2 separate regions of the Sus scrofa genome follow, and region 1 is linked to region 2. A link is a contact called in public Hi-C data. All regions are on one chromosome and are shown on one strand. Each heading gives the region's core, a stretch centred on a gene start, on an enhancer-like site or on the middle of the called end of the contact. The rest is flanking DNA. Distances are from core to core; before and after follow the strand shown. Region 1 has its middle 76 kb from the start of RFX8. Region 2 overlaps MAP4K4 (mitogen-activated protein kinase kinase kinase kinase 4).

The links. A called contact is a pair of places that touch in the nucleus more often than the background predicts.
Region 1: a contact with region 2 is called in a Hi-C map of heart right ventricle, with 8 times the contacts expected there. The contact joins two enhancer-like sites. A contact is called at or near these places in 2 of 47 Hi-C or Micro-C datasets (embryonic fibroblasts and heart right ventricle) and 2 of 2 datasets of contacts at active chromatin or transcription factors (alveolar macrophages and skeletal muscle).

Annotation. Positions count from the first base shown.
Region 1 is chr3:52,762,093-52,768,784 of Sscrofa11.1, reverse strand. No RefSeq gene overlaps it. Among named protein-coding and RNA genes, the nearest start is that of RFX8, 76 kb to the left of the region's middle. Within about 2 kb of position 4,289, at least 24 of the 83 cell types and tissues checked have an H3K27ac peak or open chromatin away from gene starts, as enhancers often do.
Region 2 is chr3:52,539,920-52,546,048 of Sscrofa11.1, reverse strand. It overlaps MAP4K4 (mitogen-activated protein kinase kinase kinase kinase 4), which reads left to right. Exons shown (of 29, transcript XM_021087163.1): 5 at 617-727; 6 at 4,609-4,699; 7 at 5,131-5,261. Among named protein-coding and RNA genes, the nearest start is that of MAP4K4, 110 kb to the left of the region's middle. Within about 2 kb of position 4,383, at least 14 of the 83 cell types and tissues checked have an H3K27ac peak or open chromatin away from gene starts, as enhancers often do.

The sequences.
Region 1 (6,692 bases), core at 3,040-5,539, 220 kb before region 2:
AGGGACGTCTAGACCCTTAATCTGTTTCGCTTCTGACTTTTCCTTGAACACAGGCATGTTGTAGGGATTCTGGATTCTGTGTTTTTGCTTTAAGCAATGCTACGTGGTTTTTTTTTTAACATTGTATCATGAGGATTTCAAATATGTGCTTAAGTAGATGGAACAATCTAATGAATCCCCAGGCACCCAAGTCCCTTCTCCCAGCATAATGATTCATGAAGATATGGTTTCATCCATGCCCCCACCCCCCTTCCTCTTAAGACATTTTTTTAGAACAAGTCCAAGAGCTCTCCTCTCTAAATATTTCAGTGTGTATGCTAAAAGGTAGGTAATTCTTTTTAAAATGTACAACTTCAATACTGTTCTAACAATTTTAGATGAGTGGATAGAGACGATGTGTACATATATACAGTGGAATACTACTCAGCTCTCAAAAAGAATGAAATGTTGCCATTTGCAGCAACATAGATGGACTTGGAGGGCATTATGCTAAAGTGAAGTAAGTCAGACGAAGATAAATACCATGTGATATCACTTATAGGTGGAATCTAAAGAATGCAACAAACTAGTGAAGGAAGAAATAGAAGCAGACTCATAGATATGGAGAAAAAGCTAGTGGTTACCAGTAGGAAGGGGAAAAGGATAAGGGCATTTTTTTTAAAAGGTCTCTTATGGGATTATATGAAACCATGTGTGTGAAACTTGAAAATTGCAGAACATCATAGAATTAAGAAGCAGTTTTTTTCTTTTTAATGATTTTTATTTTTTTCCACTATAGCCGGTTTACAGTGTTCTGTCAATTTTCGACTGCACAGCAAGGTGATCCAGTCACACATACATATATACACACTTCTTTCTTTTCTTTCTTTTTTTTTTTGTGTGTGTGTTTTTGTCTTTTTGTCTTTTCTAGGGCCTCACCCATGGCATATGGAGGTTCCCAGGCTAGGGGTCTAATCGGAGCTGTAGCTGCTGGCCTACACCAGAGCCACAGCAACACCAGATCAGAGCCGCGTCCTCCACCTACACCACAGCGCACAGCAACACTGGATCCTTAACCCGCTGAGCAAGGCCAAGGATCGAACCCGCAACCTCATGGTTCCTAGTTAGATTCATTAACCACTGAGCCGCAACAAGAACTCCTATACATTCTTTTTTCTCACATTATCCTCCATCATTCTCCATCACAAATGACTATATATAGTTCCCAGTGCAGTACAGCCGGATCTCACTGTTTATCCATTCCAAAGGCAATAGTTTGTATCTATTAACCCCAAATTCCCAGTCCATCCCATTCCCTCCCTCTCCCCCTTGGCAATCACAAGTCTGTTGTCCATGTCCATGATTTTCTTTTCTGTGGAAAGCTTCATTTGTGTCATATATTAGATTCCACATATAAGGGATATCATATAGTATTTGCCTTTCTCTTTCTAACTTACTTCACTTAGTATGAGAGTCTCTAGTTCCATCCATGTGGCTGCAAATGGCATTTTTAAAAAAGAGTTCTAGAAAGAAACATTAAAAATATAGATGAGAAAAGGAACAATAGATGTTTCTCAAAAGGTCCTAAAAGAAGAGTTCCATGGTGGTGCAGCAGGTTAAGGGTCTGGCATTGTCACTGAAGCTGCTTGGGTCACTGCTGTGGCACAAGTTAAATCTCTGGCCTGGGAACTTCCACATGCCAAGGGTGCATCCAAAAGAGAGAGAGAGAATGAGAAAGGTTCTAGAAGAGGTGAGATAAGTTTGAATCCAGAGCACAAATGGAAGACACCTATGGTTAATTAATCTTCAACAAAGGAGGCAAGAGTATAAAATGGGGAAAAGACAGTCTTTTCAGCAAGTGATGCTGGGAAAACTAGACAGCCGCATGTAAATCAATGAAACTGGAACACACCCTCAAACCAGGCACAAAAATAAACTCACAATGGCTTAAAGACTTAAATGTTAAGATAAGACACCATCAAACTCCTGGAAGAGAACATAGGCAAAACATTCTCTGATATCGACCTTACAAAACGTTTTCTCAGGTCAGTCTCCAAAAGCAACAGAAATAAAAGCAAAAATAAACCTGTGAGACCTAATCAAACTGACAAGCTTTTGCACAGCAAAGGAAACCATAAAAAAAAAAAAAAGACAACTTACAAAATGGGAGAAAATAGTTTCAAATGATGCAACTGACAGGCGCCTAATCTCTAAAATATACAAACAACTTATGCAATTCAACAGCAAAAAAGCCAACAACCCAATTGGAAAATGGGTGAAAGATCTGAATAGACGTTTCTCCAAAGAAGATATACAGATGGCCAACAAGCACATGAAAAAATGCTCAACATGACTGATTCTTAGAGAAATGCAAATCAAAACTACCATGAGGTACCACCTCACACCAGTCAGAAAGGCCATCATTAATAAGTCCACAAATAACAAATGTTGGAGAGGGTGTGAGAAGAGGGAACCCTCCTGCACTGTTGGTGGGAATGTAAATTGGTACAACCAATATGGAAAACAGTATGGAGGTACCTCAGAAAACTAAATATAGAGCTACCATACGACCCAGCAATTCCACTCTTGGGCATATATCTGGACAAAACTTTCCTTGAAAAAGACACATGCACCCGTATGTTCACTGTAGCACTATTCACAATAGCCAAGACATGGAAACAACCTAAATGTCCATCAACAGATGAATGGATTAAGATGTGGTATATATACACAATGGAATACTACTCATCCTTAAAAAAGAACGAAATAATGCCATTTGCAGCAACATGGATGCAACTAGAGACTCTCATACTGAGTGAAGTAAATCAGAAAGACCAATACCATATGAGATCCCTTATATGTGGAATCTAATATATGGCACAAATGAACCTTTCCACAGAAAAAATCATGGACGTGGATAACAGATTTGTAGTTGCTAAGAGGGAGAGCGAGGGGGATAGACAGGGAATTTGGGGTTAATAGATGCAAGCTATTGCCTTTGGAATGGGTAAGCAATGGGATCCTACTGTATAGCACTGGGAACTATGGTCACTTGTGATGGAGCATGATAATGTGAGAAAAAAGAATGTATACAGATATGTGACTGGGTCACCTTGCTGTGCAGTAGAAAATTGACAGAACACTGTAAATCAGCTGTAATGGAAAAAACAAAACTATTTAAAAAAGAGGGAAAAAAAGCACACAAGTGGAGAAATGAGGCTTGGATAAGACAGACGGTGTTAAAGCAGAGGCGGTGCCCCTCAGATGGGGGTGGGGCGGGGTTCTGTGCTCTGGTCTTGCAGAGTTATGCACGTATCTCTATGTTGTTGTGGTGGTGGCTGTTTTTAAGAGCTTTTCTCCCCCAATAAACTGGGAGTTTCCTGCCCCTACCCCCATAACAATAATTCCTTAAAATTATCATGTCCAGTCAGTGTTCAAATTTCCACTTGTCTCCATGGAAAGGGCCATGCCTTGCCAGCAATTGATGTGTCTTAAGTCTACTAACCTAGAGGATTCCTCCCCTCTCTTATACTCTCTCTCTTCCTTCCAATGCATTTATTGCAAAACCAGGTCACGCGTCCTAGAGCTTCCCCTGATCTGGATCTTGTGCCTGGCAACTCCGAGTGACCATTTGACACGTTCATCTGTTTTCTGTATTTCCTGCAAGTGGGTAATTGGATCTAGGTGCTTGATGCAGTTCCAATTCATTTATTTTGGAAAGACAACTTCATAAGTGGTATTTATTCTGGAAGATCTTGTCTAGATTCCTGGCTTTTAAACTTGGTGCTGCAGATGATGTTTGTTTGTATCTTGAATCAATAAAATCTTCACAATCTTTTCCTCCTCCTTAATGAAAAAAAAAAAAGTTTAGGGTTTCCGTGTTTACCACTCTGGAGAAAGATGGGGAGTGAGGATTACGTGTGATTTTTCGAAAGGCCAAAGCCGTAAATTTTCACATCACGTGTGTTTGGCAATGCATTTGGTGGTTATGGGATCGAATTCCAGCACTAAAACTTCATCAGGAGACCTTGTGAAATGTCTCACTCAGTGGTGAGAGCAGTAAAAATGGAAACAACTGGTTAGAGGAAAAGAAAGAAAGCCGTAGCCGCCCCTAGCCCCCAGAGGGGCTGGTTATTCGGAGGGAAGAAGGAGGGAATTGAGGTTGGTTGTAACCTCTGGCCCCAGTGTCCTCATCAGCCTTGCGGATAAGACACCTCTGGTCTGCTGGTTCTCAGTAAATATCCGGCAGCTATTCCTGATCTTATTGTCCATTCAGACTTGGAAACTTGGCTGTAAACACACACACTCATACACACAGAGTCGTCGCTGACATCATTTCTTTTAAATAGCCCTGCCTTCCCTGTGTCAGCGATGCAGCTGTGCAGACCGCGAAAGCAATGCTGTATTTTACTATTCACTTCATCCAGCAATCTTTTTAAAAAGAACAGGGACCTGTGAGCTGGTGACGGTGCAAATAGAAGGGAAGTGCAAAGTAGAACAGCCCCCTCCCCTCTAAGCTCCCGGGGTGGCTCTCCACCACGAAAGGGGCGTCGGCCCCCTGAGGAAAGTCTGATCTAACTGGCACGCTATATATAGAATCCAGGGAAAGAAAAGCCACCAAGCACCCTGCATCCAAAGGCCATCAGACGGTAGGCCCAATGTGAAAACTCCCTCGGCTTCTCCATCCTGGTCCTTTTGTTTGATTTTTATGAAAGTCTGTACAGGGGCTCTCTTCTCTCTCTTTTCTTTATTCTTCCTTTTGTTTTTGTAAAACTCTTATGTGCTCTTATTTTTAGGACATAGGAAGCAATGGACAGAGGTGACTTCCACAGAGAAGCTACAAAGGGCTATGTTTCAACTCGATACAGTTGACTGAAAAAAAAATGCACAACCTAAAAGTTGAGCATGATGTTTTATTTGGCAGACAAAGCAGAGGACTTTAGCCCAGGACACAGCCTCTCAGGTGGCTCTGAGGGATGCTCTGAAGAGGGAAAAGAGGAGCCAGGATGCATGGGCGTTTTGGCAGCAAAGGCCAGGGAGCTGGAACATCCAAAGGTTACTGTTAATTAAAGACAACCAAGCATCTCTGGTTTAGGAATTTAGTGCTTTTCTATGGACCAGAAGATGTATGAGTGTGGGCTCAGAGAAATCATCCTCCTGGTACGCCCCTAAGCTCTCTGGGGTCAGCATCCTGTGCTTTCTATTCTGAGTCTCCTCAGGGTGCACGGTCTGGGGTGACTGAAAGCAATTGCCCACTGGATGGCTGGCATCCCATCTCTCAGGGCTCACTGTCAAGGCGGCTGAAATGTGACAGTGTCATGGCTGCAACATCCTTTATTTACAGATACATTTTTTCAGTGACCATATCATGGACTCTTGGAAAAGGCTGGCACTGCCATTCGATTGCTGATTCCTGCCTTAAATAGTCCCACAGTAGGTGAGGAGCAAACGAAAATGCCCTCCCGCCCCAGCAGCTTCCAGAGGACGGGAAAGCTTGCAGAGGAAGCACTGGCTGGAGCCCACACCCTGGGTCCCAGCTGGCTGCTCTCAGGGCTGCTGGGCTGCACTGGAGTTTTCTCAGGGTAGAGGGGTAGGGGTGGTTGGAACCAGGAGCTCCCTAAGGTCTCTGCTGCCCAGCCTGCCTCTCAGCTCTCAGAGGTATTACAACTCATTATATGGGTTTCCTGCTGCTGCTGTGACAAGTTAGCACAAACTCAGTGGCTTAAATCAACACACACTTGTTCTCCTGCAGTTCTGTATGTCAGAAGCACCCCCCACCCCCCGGCCCCAGTCTCATTGAGTTAATCAGTTCTCAGCAGGGCTGTTCCCTTCTGGAGGGTCTCAGGGAGAGTGCGTCCTGGCCTGTCCCAGCATCCAGGGCACCTGCATTCTTTGGCTTGTGGCCCTGAACTCCGTCTTCATAGCCAAGTATGCCTCCTAACACTGTTGGTGGGAATGCAAGCTGGTACAACCACTATGGAAAACAGTATGGAGGTCTCTCAGAAAACTAAATATAGAACTATCATATGACCCAGCAATCCCACTCTTGGGCATATATCGGGACAAAACTTTCCTTGAAGAAGACACATGCACCCGTATGTTCATTGCAGCACTATTCACAATAGCCAAGACCTGGAAACAACCCAAATGTCCACTGACAGAGGATTGGATTAGGAAGATGTGGTATATATACACAATGGAATGCTACTCATCCACAAAAAAGAACAAAACAATGCCATTTGCAGCAACATGGTTGGAACTAGAGACTCATCCTGAGTGAAGTAAGTGAGAAAGAGAAAGACAAATACCATATGAGATCACTTATATCTGGAAACTAATATAAGGCACAAATGAACCTTTACACAGAAAAGAAACTCATGGATATGGAAAATAGACTTGTGGTTGCCAAGAGGGAGGGGGAGGGAGTGGGATGGACTGGGAATCTGGGGTTAATAGATGCAAACTATTGCATTGGAGTGGATAAGCAATGAGATCCTGCTGTATAGCACTGGGAACTATATCTAGTCACTTGTGATGGAACATGATGGAGGATAATGTGAGAAAAAGAATATGGATAGATATATAGATGTATATATATGTATATGACTGGGTCACTTTGCTGTACAGTAGAAATTGACGGGACACTGTGAATCAAGTATAATGGAAAAAATAAAAATCATTAAAAAAAAAAAATCAAGTGTGTCTCCCACTGC
Region 2 (6,129 bases), core at 3,134-5,633:
GTGAGCTGTGGTGTAGGTTGCAGACGCGGCTCGGATCCCGTGTTGCTGTGGCTCTGGCGTAGGCCGGTTGCTACAGCTCCGATTAGACCCCTAGCCTGGGAACCTCCATATGCTGCGGAAGCGGCCCAAAGAAATAGCAAAAAGACCAAAAAAAAAAAAAAAAAAAAAAAATACATGCTGCTTAAAAACAGCATTTCTCTTTGGTACTAAACCCAGTTAATGTAGAATAGTTCGGGGATTACAGTGTGTGAATAATAGAACATTCTGGACACTGGGGACTGAGAACGCTGGATAGGAAGTATCTGGATCAGATTTCTGATCATGGGCATAGATGAGGAACAAACCGTCTGCCCCTGCTTGAGCTCGGGGGAGGAGGACCCCTCTGCAGGGCTGCGCTGTGGGACACGAGGGACCCCGGGCTCCTGGGTTCCCGTCCCTGCACCCGTCCCTGCAGAAACTGTCGAGGGGCGAGATGAACTGGGTGCCTCCCCAGAGCTCCGGCGAGGGACTGCTAAGTACGGAGGGCGGGGCCAGGGGCCCCGCGCAGGCTGGGATTTGCAAGTTGCAGACCACAGTCCAGGACGTGGTGGCCGAAGTGTGTCTGCTCTCCCTCCAGCTTGTTATGGAGTTCTGCGGGGCCGGGTCCATCACAGACCTCGTGAAGAACACCAAGGGCAACACGCTCAAGGAGGACTGGATTGCCTACATCTCCCGGGAGATCCTGAGGGTAAGCAGGGGGCGTGGCCAGGGCGTTCGTGCATGTTTTTCCTCCTCCGTGTTCCCTGCCCCCTGGGTTGCTGCTCTTTAGATGCTGCTTTGCAGATGATTCTTTTCAGGACAGCCAAGGGTCTGCATCCCTAGCTGACTTTGAGAGCCGAAGCTCCATCGTAGTTTGGACTCTGGCAAATAGTTGAAAGAAATGAGACTTAAATAGGTAGTGGTTGTGGGATTTTTTTGTTTGTTTATTTTTTGCTATTTCCCCAAATTCAAGTTATTAAAAAGAAAGAGTGGAGGGGAGGAGAAACTAACTCTGGTGCTTATGGGACTCCCCTGTCTAAACTTATAAATCACTGTAATGATGCTCAATGCTGGCTTTCAAAATTGTCTTTTGGACTTGGGTGTCAGCTGTTAAAGTCTGTTGCAGTATTTATGAGAAAAAGTTCTAATGTTTAATGTTATTTATAGCCAATTGGAAAGCTGGTTTGTGACCTTAGAGCAAGTTTCTGAACTTAAACTACTGTTTAGGAGCTTCTAGATGACCCCTTTCAGTAGTAGAGCCATCCTGACAGCACTGGCAGTGTTTGAAAAGTCCGTATTTGAAAAGTACACATGAGTCGTCAGTGGGCCTCTTGCCTTTTGGTCATCCATCGCTGATTTTCTCTCTACCCCTACATTACATACTTCTGTTATTCGAGTGGATTTCTATTTATCTGACAATTTTAAAAAGTAAAAGGCTATGCAAATGAACTGAAATCTTAATTCTTGTGTTACTCTACAAATGTAAAATGTTACTTTATTTTTGTAGATAAATTTACTCTGCCTTTTATATTTTAAGTTTTCTGGAAGACTGCAGGTTTAAGGAAAAATGCATTTGAGTTCCTGTTGTGGCTCAGTGGGTTAAGAACCTGACATAGTATCCATGAGGACACAGGTTCCATCCCTGGCCTCGCTCAGTGGGTTAAGGATCCGTGAGCTGTGGTGTAGGTTGCAGATGCAGCTCTGACCCAGTGTGGCTGTGGCTGTGGTGTAGGCCTCAGCTGCAGCTCTGATTCAACCCCTAGCCTGGGAACTTTAACATTCTGCAGGTGTGGCTCTAAAAGGGGCAGAAAATGAAAAGAAAAACCTGCCCTCTAGAATTCATAGAGGTAGTTTGAATTTCTTTTTAGGTATTTTTTGGAGCCCTTGGAGATGGACAGTTGCCTTAAGAAAACTAATTGAGAGGGTGACGTGGAAGACCTGTCTCTTTACAGTCACGTTCAGATTTCAGTATAAAAACATCAGGTTTCTTTTATAATTCTGGGAGCCTGCAGGTGGGGAGCTGAGTACCCCATCCTACTCCCCCGTGAGGGCGGTCAGTGACTGGGCAGATGTGTCTATTGTCCTGATAATGAAGACTCTTAGCCGGGTGGGCAGGAGAGAGCGGTGGCTGAGAGTGTGGACCCTTGAGGGAGTCAGACTCTGGGCTGAGTCCTGTCTCTGCTCCAAACCTTCTACAAGACCCCGGCCACATTACTCAGTTTTCAGGCCTGACTTCCTTCATCTGTAAAAATGCAGATCCCAGTCCTAGGAGGGAAGTGCCGTCTTTAGGAGAATTAATGACTTTTCGTGTACATGACTCATTTAACGAAGCATGTGGGTATATATTTCGCTGTTTTACCACTGTGATCTCAGCATTTGCAAGAAGCCCAGGTTGTTCGAGGCCTTGGAGGGTCATGAACATAGCAGTTCAGTGGCCGTCCTTCCAGATGCAGCAAATGTCTTCCACCCCATTGGGTGCTGAGACCAGAGTTTCCTTCACCTACCCTTTGTCCAGAATGGAAATTTTTCCTACGACAAAAGTCCAAATGAACTAAATTCAACCAAGAGCGTCTAGGAGAGTTGGTATCAAACACTAATGTGTGTTTGTTGGCTGTTAGCAGAGACAGTTTGGTAAAGAGAGCAGTGCGGTGAGAGGGTGAGCTCTCCTGGTAAAGGAAGCCAATCCACCTGCATCCCAAGGACCTGCCGGGGGAGGGAGCTTCTCTAGTGGCAAAATGTCCTTGTCCCTTGTGGATATTAGATTCAGGTGCTGCTCAGTTAAGCTCTTAGACGGTCGATCGTCACTGGCGTATAGGCCTCAGACGCCAATAGAGTAGCTCTCGTGGGCTGGCCCACCAAGGCCTCTAGACCCCAAGACTCACCAGCGAAACCACGTGTTCCTTCCAGCCCATGTCCACACTCAGCATGCACATGGAGGCTTTGAGTTTTCCTAGAAACCAGCCTCGTGCACACTGAGTAAGGGCACGAGCGGCCTTGCCCAGCTGGCACTGAAGGACAGCCTTTGATGGCTTCTTTGTTCTGTGACCTCTTATGATGGAGCCATAGGAGAACGTTTCCTGGTTTTGAACATGGATCCCTTTGCTCTTGGGTAGGTGCTTACTGTGTGTTGCATTTTCATCTCTGCTGAGGAGGAGCAGTGGTGGCTTACGTATTGTCAAGGAGGAGCACACTCCCATCCTCCTGGGTCCTTCTTGCAGGAAGCACGTGTCCTCCTTCACAATGATCACAGCTCAGGGTCACGTGGAGTGAGAGCCGTCAGACACAGGCAGCATCCACTCCCCGGCTTGGTAGCCTCGGGACAGAAATTCCTCGAAAGGAAGCAGAGTACATGCAGGCCACACTTGAGAAGATGTGGCTGCTTAATGTTTGCTGCTGAGATAATTCTAGAAAAGTGTAAGAAAGGGGTTTGTGAAAGAGAATAAAAAGTGAACTGAAGGAAGACAGTAGGAATGAGGGAAGCTGCAGTGTGTCCCCCCCACCACCACCTCCTGCATTATGCTGGATGGGGGGACTTTCTTTCCCACTCTAGCACGGAGCTGCCATGTGCTTTCGGTGCTTTGTGGTATGACACCACCCAGCCGGGGAGGTGGGAAAGGACACTGAGCCATCAGGTAGGCTCTGTTCTATTTCAAAGCAGATAGTAAATGATTTTAGAGACCCTCCGTGTTAGGGAAATTAGTGTTCTAGGGCAGCCATTGTGTTTAATTCATATCCTTCAAAGTAATAATAACAATAAAACCCCACAAAAAATTAAACTGGAAAAATCAAACTCTTATTTCTGGTCAACCCTTTTTTGCACTGTGGCATTTTGGAGTTAATAGGCTGCTTGTATCTGAAGGAGGCAGGCTATAGATTTGGCTTCTCGAGCTAAAGATAGAGCCAGTGCATGAGTTGTGAGAATGACGGCTTTTTGTCTTTCTGGCCATATTTGGAGGCGAACTCCCACCACCTCTCATCAGAGGCATGCTCTGGGCTTCCTTCCAGATACAGGGGCATCAGAAAGTGCTCCATGCCCAGTAGGATTTACATCCTTGGGAAAGAAAGATACTTTATTTAAATATAAAGCTCTTTTGATGGCAGAATTGTTTTACACGTGGGGTGGATCACTAGTTAGCAATTTTTTTTTTGCTCTTTGGTGGGAAAACCAGGCAGGGTTCAAGGGCTAGACTTTAAAGCCCACCTTCCCTTTGGCTTTCTCCCGGGGCACATGTAGTTCATATAGGCCCCCTGATCACCCACTGCAAGACAGGCATGCAGAGTGGGAAAGGAACCACCCTGTACACAAATAGCCCAAATTACAGCAGCGACGTTGCAAACCGTCATCTAAAAGCCAGTCTTCAGGGAGCAGCAGGAAAGTGGTCACCCCTCCCCCACCCAGGCCCCGCCTCACTGGGATGGGGGTGCCTCTCTCTGCTTGGGGGCGTCACTGGTGATTGTTCCTGGAAATGCACTGACATTGAATTGTACGTTCTCAGGACGGTTCGCAGAGACTTTTGGCCTGTGTGTGCATTCAGTTATTTATACTCAGAGTGACAAAGAACCAAATCCAGATCTGTCTTTCTTGCTCAGGGACTGGCACATCTCCACATCCATCACGTGATTCACCGGGACATCAAGGGCCAGAATGTATTGCTGACGGAGAACGCAGAGGTGAAACTTGGTAGGTGATGGGCTCGCCACGTAGTCCGGTGCATGCCCCCCGGCCAGCAGCCTCCGCGCTGTGAGCGTTAGCGGAGAACGCTGGCGCTCCCCACAAGGTGCTTCTGTCTTGTGCAAGAGGTGGGAGCTGGGCTCCCTGAGTGGCCCGGCTGCCAGACCCCTTCCCCATGCTCCTGGCTCACCCAGAAGTCCCTCCTGGGGGATCGCAGTTGGGAAGTTCGGGGGCGGGGGTGGCGGTTTCCAGGCTTCCCGGAAACTTTCAGGCTGGTGGAGCGACTTGCTGGCTCTACTCTGGAGAGGAGGCTCCTCACCGTGTGGGGGAAAGCTCGAGTGTCTACACAGGTTTACTCTCAAGGCCCCTGTTCTGACATTTCTCCACCTGCTTCCTCCTTGTGTTCACTGTGCACCTCTTCCTATCCTTCACTGCCACAGTGGACTTTGGCGTGAGCGCACAGTTGGACAGGACGGTGGGGAGGAGGAACACGTTCATAGGCACCCCCTACTGGATGGCCCCCGAGGTCATTGCCTGTGACGAGAACCCTGATGCCACCTACGACTACAGGGTAAGGTGCTGGCCCTGCCGTTCCGGGTGGGGGCGGGGAGGGTCTCTGCCTTGGCATGTGTCCTTTTTGTCCCCGCCCCCTGTGCTGTATCAGTGAGAACTGCCGGGGCACATCTGCTGGGACAGTATTTTGAGCTTGTTTTGGTCCATTCTACATCACCTCCGTTTTGTCACTAAGTGAGATGCTGCTTTGATGGCAGGGCAGGCTGTGGGGGTCACTCTGCTGTTTGTAGAAATTTTTGTCCAGAGCAAATTAAATGCTTCTGCCCTGTTTGCTCTTCTTTTTATCTTGAAGAGTAGATTATAATCAGATATTATTTTAAAGATATTGTCAGTATAAAGCAATGGCTTCATCTGTATGAACTTTGTTGTTGAAGAGCATTGCAGCTTTGTCTTGGTCCCAAGTCTATTTAAACTGTTAGAGTGACCTCTAGGGACTGGTATCAGTAATGCACCTTTTGATCCTGATGTAAACTCCCTCTTGGTCAGACTCAGGTTGAATGTGTTTATGGAAACTACTTTTAAAAAATTCTCTTCCCTTAATTAAATGAGAGTGGTTGATGTACTTATTAGTGATTTTCATAATTAAGTTCATATCTTAACACTTGCCGGTGTATTTAGGAAAATTCTTAAAATGAGCAACTTTAGGTAATTTGTTTGTTAGGATAGCTTCTAAACCAAAGAAGGCTAATGAGGGTAACTGTCAGCTAGATTTTAGAAAATCTTGTTTGGATTTTAGCAAATTGGCTGATATAACTTCATCTCTCATCCAGTGTATATTGAGTGCCTAACACATGGTAGTCATAATTCTGGGGAAACAAAGGTGAATAAAAGAGACAAAAATGCCTGCCCTCATGGAATTTACATTG